Regions from separate parts of the Astyanax mexicanus genome. Here region 2 is linked to region 1. The links are chromatin contacts, called in public Hi-C maps. All regions are on one chromosome and are shown on one strand. Each heading gives the region's core, a stretch centred on a gene start, on an enhancer-like site or on the middle of the called end of the contact. The rest is flanking DNA. Distances are from core to core; before and after follow the strand shown.

Region 1 (6,396 bases), core at 2,757-5,256:
TTGTTTTCCTCGTATTTGTTAATTGTTTCCCCAGACGACCATTTAGAACTTTTTTTTTATCTAGGTTTATGTAGCAAAACTGGACGTGATTATTTTTTCCTTGACCATTTTCCCAAGCTCTCTTTGTTTCTGTTATAAACAGCATGGCTTTACTGTGTCTTTAAGCTGTCGTTCCAGACATTAGAATAGCTCAAGCTTTTGTACGTCATATGCAAATTTCTTCTGATATTCTGATTAGAGTTGGGCGGTATAATAATAATAATAATAATAATAATAATAATAATAATAATAATAATACCATGTATCGTTGAATATTAAAGTTATACCATGTGTTTAGTCCTGTTCAATTGGTTAAAGCACTGGTCTAAATCACCATACATAGCCAGTCAAAAGCTTAGACACACCTCTTTATTTTATGTGTTTTTTGTTAGGGTTTTTTTGCATTTTATATGCAGTAATATTGAAGACATTTAAAGCTATACAGGAAATATTTTGTAAACTAAAAGTGTTAAGCCAGAATATGTTTTATACTTTAGATTTTTCTAAGTAGCACATTTATCTTTGAGGACAAATCTGCACACTCTTGTTATTTTAATCTAAGAGTCTTCATGAGGGAGAGTCACCTGGAATAGTTTTCTCAGCATCTTGAAGGAAGGAGTTTCTGGAGGTGCTGAACAATAGTTGCTGCTTTTCCTTCATGCTGTAAGCTCCAGCTCATCCCAATTAGATCACCTCAAATCACCATCTCAGTTCATCAGGTTTAGATCAGGGGATTGTGGTGGACAAACAACTTTTTTATTTTATTTTATTTAATTTATTTATTTATTTATTTTATTTTTTTACTGTTTACCACATAATTTCATATGCGTCCCTAATTGGTTTCATGCCTTTTAATATTCATTTCATGTCTTTTAAGCATTTAATATTAATCTACAATGTAGGAAATGAATGAAATAAAGAAATAATGAAAAACATTGGGTTTTTTTTTAGAAAGTATGTCTGAAGTTGTGCCGGTACTGTAATTATATAACTTAGTATTTAATTGCCGTTTTATTTATTTATTTATTTTTTATATAAAGATCTTCCACTACTGATGAATAAGGCTGCAACGATTAGTTGATATAATCGACTATGTCGATTATTTAAATTTGTCGACTACGAATTTCATTGTCGACTAATCGTTAATTTGTAACAGTACCGCATTACACAAAGTGCTGGGGACAAAAGAAACTTGGTCTGTGTCTCCAAAATTCTAATTTCTCCAAATTCAGTCTCCAGACTCCAAATTCTAATTCTTTCTCTCTTCTAAAGTTCATATGTGACTTATCAGCATTATCACACATCTCTCACCACATTTTTTTCCCAAAAATAGAACTGTCAACATGACTTGGCTGCTTATGCTAAACTACCCATAGCACATAGTCACAGTCACAGTGTATCCCTAACAGGCGAATAATGAGTAAAGCTGTCTCTGTGCACTGGCCATGGCTCCCTAATACAGCTGACCTGCGTGACCCTGTCACTCCTCCTTATTCACAGTGTTAAGTGTTGAGTGTGGACTGCAGTCACTCAGTTACTCAGGCTTCTGTTCTTTAAAGTGATGCTTGTTTAACTACAGGTTTTTTTGTTTTCTCTGCTTTAATTCTGATCTACACCACAATGACTCTGGTTCTTCCTTGACCCTACCGGCACGTATATGGTAATGGAGTACTGCGTTTGTGGCATGCAGGAAATGTTGGACAGTGTTCCAGAGAAAAGGTTTCCAGTATTTCAAGCTCACGGGTAAGCCGCCCTTTCTTAAATTTAACTTCAGACAGACTACAGTATGAACATTCCAGAAATGTTTAGTTGAAATTGGTTTAAATTTATGTACAGATCTGAGCTTGCCAGTTTTATTCAGTGTGTTTCTCTGTGTTTGTTGTGTCTCAGGTACTTTTGCCAGCTCTTGGACGGCCTTGAATATTTGCACAGCCAGGGAATCGTTCACAAAGACATTAAACCAGGGAATTTGCTGCTGACCACAGATGGGGCTTTAAAGATCTCAGACCTGGGCGTAGCAGAGGTGAGATCCTCACGTTTATATGTAACTAGGGTTGCATATTAATTATTTTTCTATGGTTAAATATAGGGATGTATTAATTTAAAGTTTTTGGCTCAGAGTCATTTGATTTTGAGTCCGGATCCTATACTTAAAAGTTAAAGAAAAAAAGAAGAAAAACATGTCCAAGTTGTTTTTTTTATTATTATTATTGAAACAATGCTATCAGAAATGACCATTTTTATCTCAAAATAAACAACTACTAAATAACAGTATAAATGATTTTCATTTAGATATGCATCTTTACTTAAATAAATTAAGTCAATATTTTATTTTTTCTGTTGTTTTTGAAAGGAAGAAGGTAATAATAATGTAATCAGCCATAAATCAGTGCTGATGAATAGTACAACAACACAAGCAGCCACAAGCACACTCACAATTAATGAGATGAGGGACATGTCGCTGCAAGTGTGAACGATGCACGGGCATTCTCAATGCATGCGTGCAGCAGAGTCTATAGTGAACTTGTAAAGTAACATGTATAGTTATATTTTTAATAAATCAGTGATCCAGATCTTTTCCACCAGATTCTGATTCTTTGAAAAAATACATGATTGTCCCCCATTTCTGATTACATATTCAGATTGGGGCCATCCCTAGTTAAATCTAACAATCTGGCTTTGATTAAGCCCATTATTTTAATTACCAATTTCTCAATAATGTTTAAAAGAAGAAATGCCAAAAGAAAATCTCTATTTTTGTTATCTTAAGCTTTTATTTATTTATTTATTTATTTTTAATCTGGTGGCAGTTGTTTTTCGTTGTATAATAAGTGGATCTTTTTTACGTTGAGGTCTCTTCCTTTTTCTATAATGTTGCAAATTTAGAAATAGAAGGTTTAATATGATACTAACAATAGACTTGGATGAGAGCAACAGATTTTTTTTTTCTTTAATAGTAAAATTTTTATATTATATTTTATATTTATATTTTTTGTAACTTTTGTTTTTTGTTTGTTTTTTGTTAACAATTATAATTGTAAAATAATCTTAATCAAGAAAATTTATATTTTACTCTTAGGGTTCAGAATATTCTCTCTCTGAGGCCTTGTTTGTGGTACAGTGTACAGTGTGTACAGTGTACTTTCTCTATCTAATATTCACATAACAGCCATAACATTTAACACCTCTGACTGATAAACTGAATAATATTAAATTATTAACTCATTATATTGGCTTCTGTCGTAGGGGGTGGATACATTTTTATTGCTTAGTGCAGTTAGCAGCTAACGCTAATGCTGCTCCAGCAGTGCTAGCCAGGGTTGTCAGAGGAAACACAAGAGCACAGGTGTGTTAGGCAGACACAATGTTAGTTATAATGTTATGGCTGATAATTGTCACAGTGTACATAGTTCATAATATTTCTTAAATATAAAATTTTACATTAACTGCCAAATGGTACAAACCTAATCATATACTGTATCCTAAAGTCTTTTGGTTCAGTGTTTATGAAAAGATGCACTAAAATGTGACCACTAATATTTAACAATGTGTGATGACCCTAGATCAGCTTTTTCAGCTCTTAAACACACATAATATACACGTGTACCAACCGCTCAGTGACCTTTTAGTCATGGGAGCAAATAATCATAGTTAAGGACAAAGCAGCTTAATGGCTGACATTTGAGCAAAGACGTGTGATCCGCAGAGGGTTAATTTGCTGCTAATTGGTGGCCACACTGCCAAAAGTCCTCCAGAGAAAGAGTCCTTATTTGACCACTTGTGTGAGTCATTTCCATCTTCCCGCTGTAAGCCTTCTGCAAATGCGTCACAAAGTCCAGACACTTCCCTTTCCTCACCCTTTGAAGTCCATTTAAAGTTTGCAGAGTGTTTTTTTGTATTTTTATGTGATGTATTTACCTCTTTACCTGCTCTGTGCTCCAGGCTCTTCACCCGTTTGCGGAGGACGACACGTGCTGGACGAGTCAGGGCTCGCCGGCGTTCCAGCCACCAGAGATCGCCAACGGCCTGGACACCTTTTCAGGGTTTAAAGTGGACATCTGGTCCGCCGGGGTCACACTGTGAGTGCCACACTAATACAAAGAGAGCAGAGACTCTGGTTGTGGGTCTAGATGTAGCTTTACTGTAGATTATAATAGTATAATTATAATAGTAATCTAATGATTAATAATATGAATTTTATAATAGATTAAACAATAAAAATGTATTTAATGGAAAAATAACAGTCCAAAGCTTTTAAACATTTAAAATCTTTATTATTGAAATATCCTTGTTAATAAGGTTAAACAATAAATGTAGTTTTAATAAATGAATGCAGTTATACTTATATAGTGTCTTTCCTAAAACCCAAGTATGCAACACTAACTCATCTAACAATAACTGGTGAGAAGTGGCAGCCAATTACACACAGCATACTCTCAACCAGAAACAAACGTCCACCTGGAGAACTGAGGAGTTGATGCAGCACGGAGTACCAATCCATATCTGTGTACACAGTAGTGGTGGTCGATATGGCCCTAAAATAATATTGCGATATTTCATGGTATTTTCGCAATAGCGATACTCTTGGTAATATGACAAAACATTAAATTAAAACAATTATTTTAATAGTACTCTACTGCAAAAAAAATAAAATAAAATGACATTTTATTACTGCATACAATATATGGCAATAATACAATAATTTTATCAGATTTGTAACAGAAGTCAATGTTGCAGAGTGTCATAATACTGATAAATCAAATATCTCCATATATCCAGGTTTAAAGTAAAATAAATTATATTGGACAGACATAATCTGTCCCTAGTAGAGATATAATGGGAAAAAAGAACAGCGTGAATTTTTCTTTTGCTAAAAACAGCAAATAAGTAGTACCTTGATGTGATAATTATGGGTGGGTGATATGACAAGATATTTCAAGGTTTAATATAACAGTTTAAAGTATCCAATTTACTCAGAAAGGGACTTGAACCCAAGTCCCTCCTGAAAAACGATTGAGCAAAACACAATTTCGCAATGTTCTCTACTTACTGTTTCCATATTTTTTATTAGCAAGAACTTTTGACTCTATACTTCCCTCCGGTCTATATATTGTTTATCATGCATACCAATGTATAGGATTCATACAATTATGTGGACAGTGATGGTTACAACACATGAAACAGATGTGATCTTTATTATACATAAAGGGAGTATAAATTAGCCTTAGAACTGATCTTAGGTCAGTCTCTGCATTTTGAGCAGTTTAGTTTTCATCATGCTCTCTGAGAACAGATAAAATCACAGAACAAGGACAGTGACCTGCAGACGACCCTTGACTAATGCAGCCAAACACTGCAGCACAGGAAACTGTGACTAATGCCACTGCTGATTAACTGTTTTTGTGTTTGTTTTTTTTTGTTTTTTTAGTAAATCATAGAAATTATTAATGGTCTTATTGTGTTAATCAGATTAAATCAGAAGCTTATAGGGAGAATAAAAGCAAATTAAAAGCACACAAATGGTACAAAGCCCTCTTTGTATTGATCTGTAGCAGTAAACCGTCTCTCTGTCTCTCTCTGCAGATACAACATTACGACGAGCCTGTACCCGTTCGAGGGGGATACCATCTATAAGCTATTTGAAAACATTGGCAAGGGAGATTACACTATTCCGGAGGAGTGCGGCCCGCTGCTGACAGACCTGTTGAAAGGTATGCAGGCTGTTCTTATCAGTTCCAGATACATTATTAATGATTCTAGTGTGTTTCAGTTCTACAATTTTATAAAATCTTGTAATTGAGTTTGCAAATTTGGGAAAAGATTTTTTTTTTTCTGGGCTTTTCTTTAAAAAAAACAAACTGTTTTCTCTGCAAATATAACTTTGGGCCTCATTTTCCTCTATATTTATAAAAATGTATGTCTAAAATCTAATGATTTTCTTTCTTTTCTTTTTTTTCCCCCAGTTCAGTTTAGTTTAAAAAAAAAATCCCCAAATTGGAACACATAAATAAATCTAGGAATCTTAGTGAAAACAACATAGGTTTTAAATGGGTTTTAAGAAGAAATTGTCCCTTAATAATTGTGGTAAATAAGACCAATGAGTATGTGTTTTTCCCCTTTTTTATGAAAGCTTTTGTAAATCCAGTCTCTGCTCTTTGAAAATTTATAATACTTTATCCACAGATTAACCATTAGTGAGCCAATTTGACTAATTATGCAGGATTGTTTTTTCTGCCTTTTCTTCTTTTGACTCTTTTAAAGAACAAGCTGTTGTATACACTTTTAAAACGGGTGTAATCAAATCTGAATAGCACACCAGAAACTGCAAATAAAGAATTGTATAAATGCGTAAATATG
Region 2 (6,961 bases), core at 2,045-4,544, 75 kb after region 1:
AACAAACTTTTCTTCTGTTTCTCTGGTTCAGCAAACTGCTGGAGCACCGTCCTACTTTCTTTTTACCGTGTTCACATCTGTGCGCCACAGAACACTCTGTCTTTCTATTGGTCGGCTTTAGGAAGCACGTCGTGGATCGTGTCAAACTGGGCGATAAAATACCAAAAATTCGAACATTCTAGTCTTTTCGTCTGACACTCTGGTGGCGTCGCTCACGTCAAATTACTGCTCTTTGACTGTGTCACACTACATGGACCTTTTTCGCTCACAATACTGAAATTCGGATCCAACGCAGGCAATCTGTCGGCTCCGTCAAAATCGGGTCAAACTCGGGGTAAATTAGTGTAGTCTGATCCAGCATTAACAAAAAAGAGCTAATCTGCTTGCTGCTTATGCTGCGAGTGAAGCAGTTTACTAATGGGTGGAGATCTGTGCAAGCGCAGTAGCCATCCCAAACTGTAAAATCATGTTTTTTGTGCATTGTGAAACCAAATGCCTATTTCCCATTCAAACCGATAGTATGCTGGTAGTAGGCAAAACCTGTCATTCGAAAAAAAAAATTGATTGCTGCTTTGAAAGAATACATCAATGTTATTTCAACTCAGTCTCTTTCTGGTGCATCTGTATTGTAGGGTCAGTCAGTGTTAGCACAGAAAAAAAGCTCTGGGTGGGTTTCTCTGTATTTGGGGATATTTGTTGACTTAAAATAAGCGTATAATAGGAGCCAATGGGCAGGTGATGAAACATTGTCTCACTGGCATCTTCTCTATATATAAGCCTGTTTCAGCACCTTCAGCTTCCCTATTATATGAGTGTTTTGCAGTCAATGGTTTTCCTGCTGATTTGTAAGATTGATGATGATTGATAGTATGCTACAGATGGAGCAGAAAGAAATAGGGTTGAAAAATGTGTGAGTATTCCTTTAAAGCTGCTTTAAAACACACTCTATAGTTTATTTTTACTGTGTAATAATTGTATTGATTTTTATATTAAATGGAAATGGAGTAAAATTAGTTAGTATATTTACTGACCATCTTACATTAAACATAAAAATGTATTTTGTTTTTTTTTTCTACTTTTTTTTTACTTTGTTTAATACATAACTCTTTTCCAATTCGTTTTTTGTGACATCCACTTCCATACGTTTCAACTTTGTGTCAGTTTTGACTTCATTTGTATTGTGGAAGTTTCATAGAAACTAGGACTGCAAAGATTAGACAATATAATCAGCCATGTTGAATATTAAAATTTTTGACTCCAGATTGCAATGATGAAAAATTGTCCATCATTAAACTCGGTCTGTATCTCTAAAAGTTCCCAAAAACAACAGACTACTTTCTGCTGTTTTAATCAACGTATTAAAACAATAATCAGCAGATAGTCAACTACCAAATAATCATTAGCTGTCTATATAACCTATCATAACCTATCATTTGATTGATCACGGTTTAGCAGTAGCTCATCTTGCGTCTGTTATGTGTCCACTACACTTCCACACTTATAACTTACAGTTATAGCTGATATAGTCTAGAAAATTGTCCGCATCCAAATCAAGATGCATCTAAGAATTGAAAACTTCCCTCATCCCTATTGTTTATGGCATTTAGTTCTCAGTGTCTCGATTTAAATGTCAGGGCCCTCTGAATTCTACCAATGGAGTGTGGAGCTATGGTGTGTTAATGGTGTGAAAATGGTGATTTTTTTTACATGGGCAACTATATGCCCCTATCACAAGCATTGTAAGCCTGTTGGGAGCATCACAGCTAAAAGGCTGTATTTGGGGATGCTGGGGGTGAACGGAGGTGGGCTATTCAACAAAAAGTTTGTACTCCTTATCATGTTTCACTGCAACCCAAGTCCATTTTACACCGGAATTCCCCTTTAAACGCTTATAATAATAATTAATGAGCCTATTTATAGCCTTTATAGCATTTCCTTTTGCCTGGACTAAATAAGAACTAAATTGCCCCCTATTACCTGATGTCCACACACACACACACACAGCTCCTTTTGTTCTCCTCTTTCTTCTAATCACCTTCTCGCACTGCTCTCCTGCTTCAGTCGACTCGCAGCCAGCTGGAACTCTCCAGCAACATCTGGCAACCCTGCAGCATTTGTGCTCGAAAGAAACGCAGCGAAATGTCACCACACACACTTCGCCATGTGTGTGTGCGCGTGCATTAGAATTCTGGTGGCTGCATTTGGGCTCGAGCTTTCATGGTCCGCGGGAGAAGCGAGGGTTTTGCAACGAGGGTGATGCACGACGACACACACACACACACACACACACACACACACACACACACACACACACACACACACACACACACAGGCATGCATGCACACCGCCATGGCAGTCTGGATCATCCCGCCGCCCTGCACGACCACCAGCATCAGCATGGCCCCCTTTACTGAGCTGCGTTAGCGTTGTTAGCTAGGTTACATGTTTTGTATGGTGATGAAAGGTGGCTATATGGGTGTGTTTAGCGGTTTTTTTGTGTACAGCGACACGGGTGGGCTTTATTCTCTCAGTGCAGCTTTTTGGCTTTTATTAGCTAAAAATAAATACCAAATCCGTGCACGAGCTAACTAACTAACCCTATCTGCTATGAACATGCTGCTGCTGCTGCTACAGCAAACATAACCTAGCTTAGATTACTGTGGGGAGAAACGAGAAATTATAAAATATGGGGTTTATTTATAAAGAGGGTTAACAGCAAAAAAAAGAGATAAATATAATAAATTATTAAATATATATTTTTATTTATAAACATCAGAAAATGAGACAGTAAAAATATATTAATTAAAAAAATAAATAAAAAGGTAGGATGACGCTCGTTTTACTGTGAGGTAAAAAAAAAAATAAATAAAAATAAATAAATATATATTACATTAAATTAATTATTTTTCTCAAATATTTTATCAGAAAATATCTCAAAAATAAAATAAAAAAATAATAATAAAAAATAAACGCAAAAAAGAACCCCCCACAAATAAATAAACAATTATTTTATATTACATAAAGTAAAAATGAATAATATATTGTTCTCAAATATATAAATATGTATATTAATAAAAAATAAGACCCCATTGAGATAAATAAAATGTGAATTAAATAATTAATAAAAAAATTATAATTAATTTAAAAAAGCGGGAGTAATAATGTAAAAAAAAGTCATAATAAAGGGGAGTGTCACTCACCCGGTTCCGCTTCACGCGCTCGGTCCCGCGCTCGCGCCGCCGCGCCGTTTCATTCCCAGCCCCGAAAAAACGGACAAACGGAGTTATGAATGAAACTCGGCTCGCCGAGGACACACCCACCGCCGGGGGGCGGGCCGAGCGCGAGGGTCACGTGACGCGGAGAGAGGCGGGGCGAGCGGGATTCCTCGCCATGTGCGTCATCCGGAGCCGGTCACGTGACGGCGTCGTGCAGCGCCGCTCGCTCATTCAGCTCTGCTGCTGCTGGAGGAGGAAAAGATGAACGGGCTGGATTCAGCTCTACTAAATATAGAGCATCTCAAACCTGCAGCGACTCCACACACACACACACCCCTAACACTGCCCTGTTAAATTACAGCACTTTATCACTACCTGAGAAAAGATGGGCTACAATAGTGTAAACACACTGCAGCCCTACATGGAGAATTACCTTCAATATACATTATTTTATACCAGCTTTTTAATATGTTTGATGTTTGGACACAAATATCATTAAATGTCTTTTCTTTCTCTTTCAGATTTTTACATTGTAAATTTATACTTATATAGATTATTATATAGATTCTTCTAAGTAGCACATTTATCTTTAATCTGCACAGATCTGCACACTCTTGGTATTTTAATCTCAGTGTCTTTAGTCACCTGGAATAGTTTTCTCAGAGTCTTGAAGGAGTTCCTGGAGGTGCTGAACAATAGTTGCTGCTTTTTCTTCACACTGTAAAGCTCTAGCTCATCCTTAATCACATCAAATCACAGTTGATTAGGTTGATCAGGTTTAGATCAGGGGACTATTTTTACTGTTTACTACATTATTCCATATGTATCCCTTAAATGTTTTATGTATTTAATATTAATATACAGTTTAGAAAATAAGTTAAATAAAGAAAAAGACAGTGAATAAGAAGGTGTGTCCAAACTTTTGACTGCTACTGTATATTGTCGCTGTTTAATGAAAAACACATATGTCAATTTTTTATTTACTAAATAATTTGAACAGACAGACTATCTCTTACACTGTGTCAAAATTTCTTGGTGGACGTAAAGTTGCTGTTTTGGAGATTCTTCTTTTTCATTGGACAGCGACAATATGTACATATAAAATGACGCATTCCATCAGCAGTGGTAAGTCTTGTTAGGGCCCAGGCACAAATTGACAGGGGTCTCTTCAACTTTCTTTAATCACTATTATGTTAAAAATATGTTGTTCTGACAACAAAAAAACTACATTACTATTATATTTAAAAAACATAATTAAAATATGTTGTTTTACATAATAAAACAGAACAGTCATGAACTTAGGCTGTTTAAAGTGTAATCTTTTTTACTTCTACTGGATGGGCAACAGGGCACCCATATATGGGCAGTCATTAAGAGACGTTATCAAAATTTCTTGATCTTGAGGGCCCTCAATCCTCACAGGCACTCAATCACTTTTTCCTCAAACAAGAAGGACAGTCAAAAGGTCACATTAGTTTCCATCTCCCTCTCTTTTTACACACATCTTCTGTAAAGGGAGTGAGTGGAGTCAGGCGGGACCCTGTTTGAAGGTCAGGTTTTCCTACTGTCATTGGAAATTTTGCACATTGTCAGCCTTTGGGGGCCCCCACTGGCCCCAAGCAGTTGTTTGTCTTGCCTGGTGAGTCATACATTTGTCCACACAGACACATATCATCATAATACATATAATAAAAATATAAATATAATAAAAATTATATGTTTTCTTTCTTCTTGTTGTTATTAACCATACTATCAGTCTCATCAGTCATTATATTAGTATTAGGATGATACTGATTATAGGATATATAATGATTTGAAGAATAATAGTAAAGGTATCAGTAAGTTTTTATTAGTAACAGCAGCAGAATAGTATAGTAGTTTTAGTAGAAGTAGTAGTCATAATACTACTACTAGAATAGTAGCATTAGTAATATTATATATTATCAGAACTAGTAACAGTAATAATTGAAGAAGAATTATTAGCGTATTATTAGTGTTAATAATAGTAGTTGTAGATGTCTTCATAGTGTGTTATTATTATTAGTCATAGAATGAGTAGCTGTAGTACATTTATAAAAATTGTAAGTTAATAATTTAAAAATAATTTTAATCAGAATTATTATAATCACATCTAAATTATTGTTGTTATTATTATTAAAATTATTGTTATTAGTAGTAGTTATAGAATAGTGTGTGTGTGTGTGATAATAGCAGGGGTGTGTGATGTTTGGAGTGACAGTGAGAAATCCTCCAGTCACTCCAGTCTCCCATTATTCACACACTGCGTCACTCAGTACGCAAGCAACCTGAACCTGACAACAAACACACACACACACACACAGAGAGAGCGAGAGAGAGAGAGAGAGAGAGCAGTGGAGAATAGAATAGATAACATGGGTACTGGAGATGAATACAGATGTAGCAGCTCTCCTCCCTGTCCTTCAGTCCTGCAGGATCTGGGGAGTCATTACGTAAGAGGAGGAGAGATCACCCAGACCCCCTGTCTCTCTCTCTTTCTCTCTCTCTCTCTCTTTCTCTGGGGGCTGCAGGGCGCCACCGCATGGCCGATTAGTGTTCTTACAAAAGATGGGACTAAAAACATTTAAACCAAATATGATGTGTTTATAAAACTACTGCAGTATCAATCTGATATGAGTACAGGAGTATTATTTTGTAACTGTATGAGGAATAAGGGAGTGTAGGTCTGTTTTACAGTATTTATATACGGGTGAGAGTGTATGAAGTGAATTGTTATGTAAGTGTTATACAGCAGCACTGTGTAAAGGGGCGCTGCTGCAGTGCTGTAGTACAGTGTGAGTCTGGTCGGTAGGGGTCAGTGTTGCTCTGTTTAAAGACTGGTAGATAGACACTCATTGAGATACTCACTTTACCATTTATCAGTCATCTATATATACAGATACTTTCTTTCTTTCTTTCTTTATTGCTTTTTTTCTCATATCCACACTCATCCACACGTTTTCTTACTTTCTTTCTTCTTTTGTCCCTGTATTTTAATTGTTTCTTGTTTCATCTTCCTTTTCTCACTATATTTTTCCCTTCCTATTCCTTTTTTCTATTATTTTTATTTTACTGTTTCTCTTTATTTAATTCTTTCTTTTCTCTTTCTTCCTTTTTACGCTCTTTTTTACTTTATATTTCATTCATCTCTTTTTTATTGTCTATATATTTAACTGTCTTCCTTTTTTATTTGTTGCGTTATTTTCTTTATTTTCCTTTCTTTACATTTTAAATTATTTTTTCTCACTCTTTCTTTCTTACCTTTTTTCAGTAGTAGTGCACTTCAGTAGTAGTGTAGTTCAGTAGTAGTGTAGGTCAGAAGTAGTGCAGTTCAGTAGAGGTGTAGTTCAGTAGAGGTGTAGTTCAGTAGAGTTGAGGTTCAGTAGAGGTGTAGTTCAGTAGAGTTGAGGTTCAGTAGAGGTGTAGTTCAGTAGAGGTGTAGTTCAGTAGAGGTGTAGTTCAGTAGTAGTGTAGTTCAGTAGTGGTGCAGTTCAGAAGAGGTGTAGGTCAGTAGAGGTGTAGTTCAGTAGAGTTGAGGTTCAGTAGAGGTGTAGTTCAGTAGTAGTGTAGTTCAGTAGAGGTGTAGTTCAGTAGTAGTGTAAATTAGTAGAGGTGTAGGTCAGAAGTAGTGCAGTTCAGTAGAGGTGTAGTTCAGTAGAGGTGTAGTTCAGTAGTAGTGTAGTTTAGTAGAGGTGTAGTTCAGTTGAGGTGTAGTTCAGTAGTAGTG

What was found. A called contact is a pair of places that touch in the nucleus more often than the background predicts.
Region 2: a Hi-C map of muscle shows a contact between it and region 1, with 14 times the contacts expected there. The contact joins the promoter of LOC103031053 here to the enhancer-like site in region 1. A contact is called at or near these places in 2 of 3 Hi-C or Micro-C datasets (both in muscle).

Annotation. Positions count from the first base shown.
Region 1 is chr4:47,675,250-47,681,645 of AstMex3_surface, forward strand. stk11 (serine/threonine kinase 11) reads left to right here. Exons shown (of 11, transcript XM_022678922.2): 4 at 1,693-1,782; 5 at 1,930-2,062; 6 at 3,982-4,118; 7 at 5,623-5,750. Among protein-coding and RNA genes, the nearest start is that of stk11, 20 kb to the left of the region's middle. Within about 2 kb of position 4,007, the one cell type or tissue checked has an H3K27ac peak away from gene starts, as active enhancers do.
Region 2 is chr4:47,750,820-47,757,780 of AstMex3_surface, forward strand. LOC103031053 (voltage-dependent calcium channel beta subunit-associated regulatory protein) reads right to left here and starts at 3,295. Exons shown (of 10, transcript XM_022678921.2): 1 at 3,202-3,295.